Linked DNA regions of Anas platyrhynchos: region 1 is linked to region 2. The links are chromatin contacts, called in public Hi-C maps. All regions are on one chromosome and are shown on one strand. The core of a region is the stretch at or near the end of the contact, and the rest is flanking DNA. Distances in the headings are between cores, read along the strand shown. Region 1 overlaps FILIP1 (filamin A interacting protein 1). Region 2 holds the start of FILIP1 (filamin A interacting protein 1).

Region 1 (2,700 bases), core at 46-2,545, 51 kb before region 2:
GAAAGTGTTTCATTGACTCTGTGAGGATCTGAAGCACTTGAAATTAGATGCTCTGACCTGAACGTCAGGTAGGTACTAGAAGATGCTGGTGTAAGTACCTCTTGGTGTTTCTCTGAGAGGAGCAAACCCAAACAGGTATTTCTTTCTGCAGTCATCTAGCTGGCTTCTAGCAGGAATGAGCATGTGTGGAGCAGGTCAGAGTGAGAGACAAGCTGGTGCCACTGGGGCCATAGCTGTCAGGATGACAAAGTTCAGAGGAAATCCTTCTGCCTCGTCTGCAGAGACTGCATAACTCAGAGCAGGATACCAACAGCAGCAAGCGTGTATACATGTGTAATAAACTGTATACACAACTTTCTCTTGTCCAAGCATTTTGTTGGCTTCAACAAAATGTTTTCCAGTGCTCTGTGCTCCACGGATACGCATTCAAGTTACTGATGACTGATGAATGGGCAAGAATAGCAGGGTTGCATTACAGCGAGCACTTACCAGTACAGCCAACTACTTGAGCAAAGGAATAGTCAGAGGAGACAAGGGAAGTGGTGCGAGCTCTTAGAGAAAAGTGACTTTGCGAGGGCAGACAACAAAAGGTGCAGAATGAAGACTCCTGCCAATGCCCACAATGTCCTCATAGCCTCCCACTGTCTCCAAAATCCCCCTGATTGTGTTCAACATCTGTCCTTCCTCTTGTCTTCTCCAAGCTTCTCTCAGATGTCCTGTCCCTTCTCCATCTCCCCGTTGAGTCCCCAGGAACAATACCAGAGCTTTCAAACTGCCGTATTGCCTGAACTGCTGAAACTGCCTGGGACAATCTTGGGAAATGGGCTTTCATTATAAAACTGACTCCATCAACACTTCTGCTCCCGTCTTGTCTAAACACAAAGGCCACAAATGCCTGGAAGGTACCTTCTAACTGTACTTGGGTCAGTCAGTTCCACTAATTTTGCTGGCTTGGAAGAATTTATGATTTGATTTTATTTTATTTTATTTTATTTTATTTTATTTTATTTTATTTTATTTTATTTTATTTTATTTTATTTTATTTTCCAAAGAAAAACAGTCATTTCCAGGGTAAGAAGCTCTTCATTTGAAAAATCCAAACCATTCCTGTCTTAGAAAAGGATTTCCCTTAATAATCTCTCAGCCCTGCATCAGTTTGAGTGCCGCGTGTGCACAGCTCTCAGAAATATGTCACTGAGCTCGTTTTACTTTGGACCTCATGCATAGTCCTACACTGAAGCCAGCAGTTTCGCAAAGATGTGGCAAGACACAGGATGTTCAGTAGGACCAGCCGTTTTCTATATTGAAATATTGCATTTCTCTCGTTTTAGTCAACCAATAGGTGGAGCCTTTAACCCTAGAAACAAGACACTTTCTCAGATAGCCATGTTCTCACAGTTGTTATATAAAGGCTTATATTTGCTTTTATTAAAACTCATTTTGGATGGAAAATAATCAGTTTTGCTCTCAAGAGCTTATCTGATTGTCAGCTGGAGAATAGGAGACACAAACTTAATAAATACACAACGGGGACAGCAAAGTTAATAAAAACAGACTTAGCTACAACTGAAATGTTAAATTAACAGCTGGTGACTCAGAGGACTGGACAGCAGTATGACACATAAGAGATATGCTTACTGCAAGCTCTCCTGAGAATCCCAGATATTTTAAAGGCAGAAAGTCCATGCATCTAGCATCTATCACAAATGGGTTGGCCATGTTCTCTTCCACAGAGTGAGCCTTTTCCCAGGAAAATGAGAAATGACATACATGTTCTCATTATTGTTGCACTGAGTGTACAAGTCTTATTACGTACATGAAAAAACAAAACCAAAAACAAACAAATAAAAACCTAGTCAAGTGACATCAGGTGACTAAAATGATTTGAAGAAGATTGCAAAGGAGGATCAGTTAAGGACACTGATCCCAAGACCAAAACTTAAAGTTGATCTGGGGCAGTACTTTCTGTTACATTTTGTACAGAAATACATTAATTAAAAAAAAAAAAAAAAAAAAAAAAAAAAAAAAAAAAAGCTGCTCATCCTCTTCCCTCCCCTCTAGACAAGATGTTTAATGGATCAGAAACAGTTATTCCAGTATTCCTTCCTCTCCAGCTGACCCTCCAAGTCTAAACAACATGATCTAGCTCTAGTGAGTGCAGTTCAGGCATTAGCAGAGAAGGATGTTAAAACTCTGTGGAAGTGGTTTTCAGCCTACAGCTGTCCAGTCATACTGACATTTTATTAAGGATAATGACTTTGTAAAACACGTAATTCTAAAGCAGTTTTATTACCAAATAGATGATTGTGTCCATCACAAAAGTGTCCATCACAAAACCATCACAAAAAGTGATAGCTTTAAACTAAAAAACAGTAGATTTAGGTTAGACATTTAGGAGAAATTCTTTACTTAGAGGGTGGTAAAGCACTGGCACAGGTTGCCCAGAGAAGCTATGGATGCCCCATCCCTGGAGGTGTTCAAAGCTAGGCTGGGTGGGCCTTTTGGCAACTGGATCTAGTGGGAGGTGTCCCTGCCCATGGTAGGGGGGTTGGAATTAGATGATCTTTAAGGTCCTTTCCAACCCAAACCATTCTATGATTTTTTCATTACTATAATTGATAGTACCTCTGCCCTTGATTTCACAGTAGTAAATTGCCTGAACAGCACAATTTAACTATATTTCAGTGAATTGTCTTATCT
Region 2 (2,700 bases), core at 19-2,518:
ACACAGGCTTCTGTTGTGGTATCAAAGTAGAAGATCTGAGAACTTATTTCTCATCAATTTTGCTGAAAGGAACAAACACTTAAAAAAAATAAAAAATGACCCAGCTCAAGCACACTTGGATATAACAAACATAAGGTCAGTTTTTAGGAAAGTCGCGTTATGCAGATTATGCAGCTAAACAATCAATCAGATTAATATTCTATCGGTATAAATAAGTATAAGAGGAAGAACCAAGAGCTGTTGGAGTAGTACGAAAGGTACCAGGTGTGCCCGCGCACTGAAAGTTATTAAGGACACAAAAAGTACAAATATGCTAGGTCACAAACTATGCAGTGAATTCAGTTACTGAACGGCTATTTCCTCTTACTTATCATACAGGCTGTCACTGTTTTTTAATAGCTGCTAAACTATCGCTGGTAAGGGGTGATATGTATTCTATTCTTAAATCTTGGTTTGTCCTCTGTCAGCATGTGAGCAGATATAAGCAAGATACATGTCAAAATCCACACACTTTTTTTTTTTTTAATAATAATAATAGCTACTTGATTGTGCTTGTTCTAAGAACTGAAAAAGTTATTTGAGCAACGTTTTTCTGTGATGAAAGCATTAAATTAAACATCCAAGACATTTATCCCAGCTTTTATCTACTGAAGTTTGCAAATCATGCAGAAGATTGTTCATAGAAGGGAGCAGACAATAATCAGTAGCAAAGAATCTCCCTTGTAAAAAGAATTCATTAGAGTGGTTAGCTCAGTCTTACCTGTCAGCAAGAACTTAGGAATAGATCCTTTACACTGCCAGATCGCAGTAGCTTGTCCCACAGTACTACCACAGCAGTAGCCTGATCCAGCCCAGGAGAACACAAAGAGAGAAACTTTTCCCACTTTTCAAGGTCTACCAGCAGCTGAAGGAATGAAGGAAATAGGGTAGAGAACAGAGGACTGAGTTGCTTCTCGCAGAAATCCCAGGCAGGAGAAGTAGGAGGTATACTCTGTCTGTGTCTCACCCAGACTTTTGTTTAAAAGTTTTTTCAACTGTTGCTAGGTGGTGTTAGGCTTTGGCAGTTTAGTTCTCAGATTGTATTTCCCCTCTTCTGGTCTCTTCACACAGTGTTACAGCAATGACTTTGTTGAGCTCAGCTCGCTTGTGCTATATTTAACCAGTGTTCTCAGCAAGTCAAGCCTGTCAACAGCTGAGAAGTTTGGAGCAGGCTTTGCTGAGTTCCTCAGCTGCTGAATTATCAGTGGATGTAGCACTGCACAGCCCAGCTACTACATTCACTGAAAGATTGCGAGGAAACCGTCAAATCCTTTTAAGGGCTTCCAGTGACTTCACGGGAGTAATTACTATTTAAAGCACTAAGAACAAGATGTGTATTTAGGCATATATTTTAGACCACTAGAGAAAGAATACTTGTGTTCACAGCAGATGAGTTCAATTATTTATACAGTGAGGATTTTCCTAGGACATGTAGGAAGTTTATAATTTGAAAGGTATGCACTTCACTTGAGGAAAAATTACACGTGGGGAGAACTTCTTGCAGCATAATTTTTACAGAGTTTAAATTTGTTAAGATGACACAGGGAAATTAATGAAAGGTTTAGGCTGGAAAGTTTTCAGCGTGATGTCTATTCCAAATACAACCTTTTTCCCCAGGACCAAGAGCTTCACTACTCTGACTCTAACTCTCATTGAAGAAGAAAAGGAAAGCCACACAAACCTTGATTTGCTTGATATGAATCAGGCAAGAAGGAGTATTAGGAACACATCACTTGATACGTTGCATACATTTTTGTGTATCCACATTTGCTTCTGAATCTAATTGATGCTAATTCCAAGCCATGTCTCCAAATCAACCAACCAGGAGTACCATTGGGCAGCTTTTCAGCCCACAAACCACCACATATCAAAGTTCTCCAAAGACTTTGCAGTCTCAGACTCTGGAGTGAAGTTCTACCAATTCATGGCAGAACAGCCCCTGTAAATGTCTCTGGCAAAGACTATTTCTTACCCTAACAACTCTGTTCAGACCCGAGCTGTGCTTCAGAGTGAAATGCAAAATGGGCCTCTTGGAAAGCTTTACCCCAGTGACAATTTGCAATATTCACCTACGGTTAGATGAAGAGGCAGGAAAGAAAGAAGAAAGGAAAGAAAAAGGTAGAAAAACATTTAAAAAATCACGCATCCATATTTGTACCTGGAGACATGTCATCCGTTCAGAGCAAAAGCAGGAGATACACGCAAATCATAACAATACCTTTTGTTGATGCTGGGTCACTGTGCAGATAGTAGGGGGGAAGCAGAGAGGTATTGTGCTCTTTGTGCTGATTTCAACATGTAGGATCCTAACTGGGCATAACTATATGAGATGCCAAAGGGTGAGCACAAGCCCTCATGGGATGGAGCTGTAGTATTAGCTGTACCTTGGTACTCTAAACCCATCTCCATAATGAGACAGGCTTACATTCTGCTTGAGCTGTGATATTTTCTAAACAAGGAAGGAACAGTGAAGGAAGACTCCCATTCCCAATGAGCTTATAAAGATGTAGTAAATACTAGGTACTATGTCAAGTAACTGATATTTAGACGTTGATGGTAGATTTATAAATGTCCCAAATGCTTCCATTGTATCAAATATATTTTATTTTGGAGACCAAGTAATAAACACTAATTTCATGTTGTCCATTTAAATATTTAACT

What was found. Hi-C and Micro-C count contacts between places; a contact is called where the count stands out from the background.
Region 1: a contact with region 2 is called in a Hi-C map of subcutaneous adipose tissue, with 3 times the contacts expected there. The contact joins the enhancer-like site here to the promoter of FILIP1 in region 2. A contact is called at or near these places in 3 of 8 Hi-C or Micro-C datasets (F1 follicle, skeletal muscle and subcutaneous adipose tissue).

Annotation. Positions count from the first base shown.
Region 1 is chr3:87,841,121-87,843,820 of IASCAAS_PekinDuck_T2T, reverse strand. The region is part of intron 2 of FILIP1 (filamin A interacting protein 1); the gene reads right to left. Among named protein-coding and RNA genes, the nearest start is that of FILIP1, 51 kb to the right of the region's middle. Within about 2 kb of position 1,295, at least 2 of the 8 cell types and tissues checked have an H3K27ac peak or open chromatin away from gene starts, as enhancers often do. A contact at or near this core is called in subcutaneous adipose tissue, where this site is marked.
Region 2 is chr3:87,790,016-87,792,715 of IASCAAS_PekinDuck_T2T, reverse strand. FILIP1 (filamin A interacting protein 1) reads right to left here and starts at 1,268. Exons shown (of 7, transcript XM_072036266.1): 1 at 761-1,268.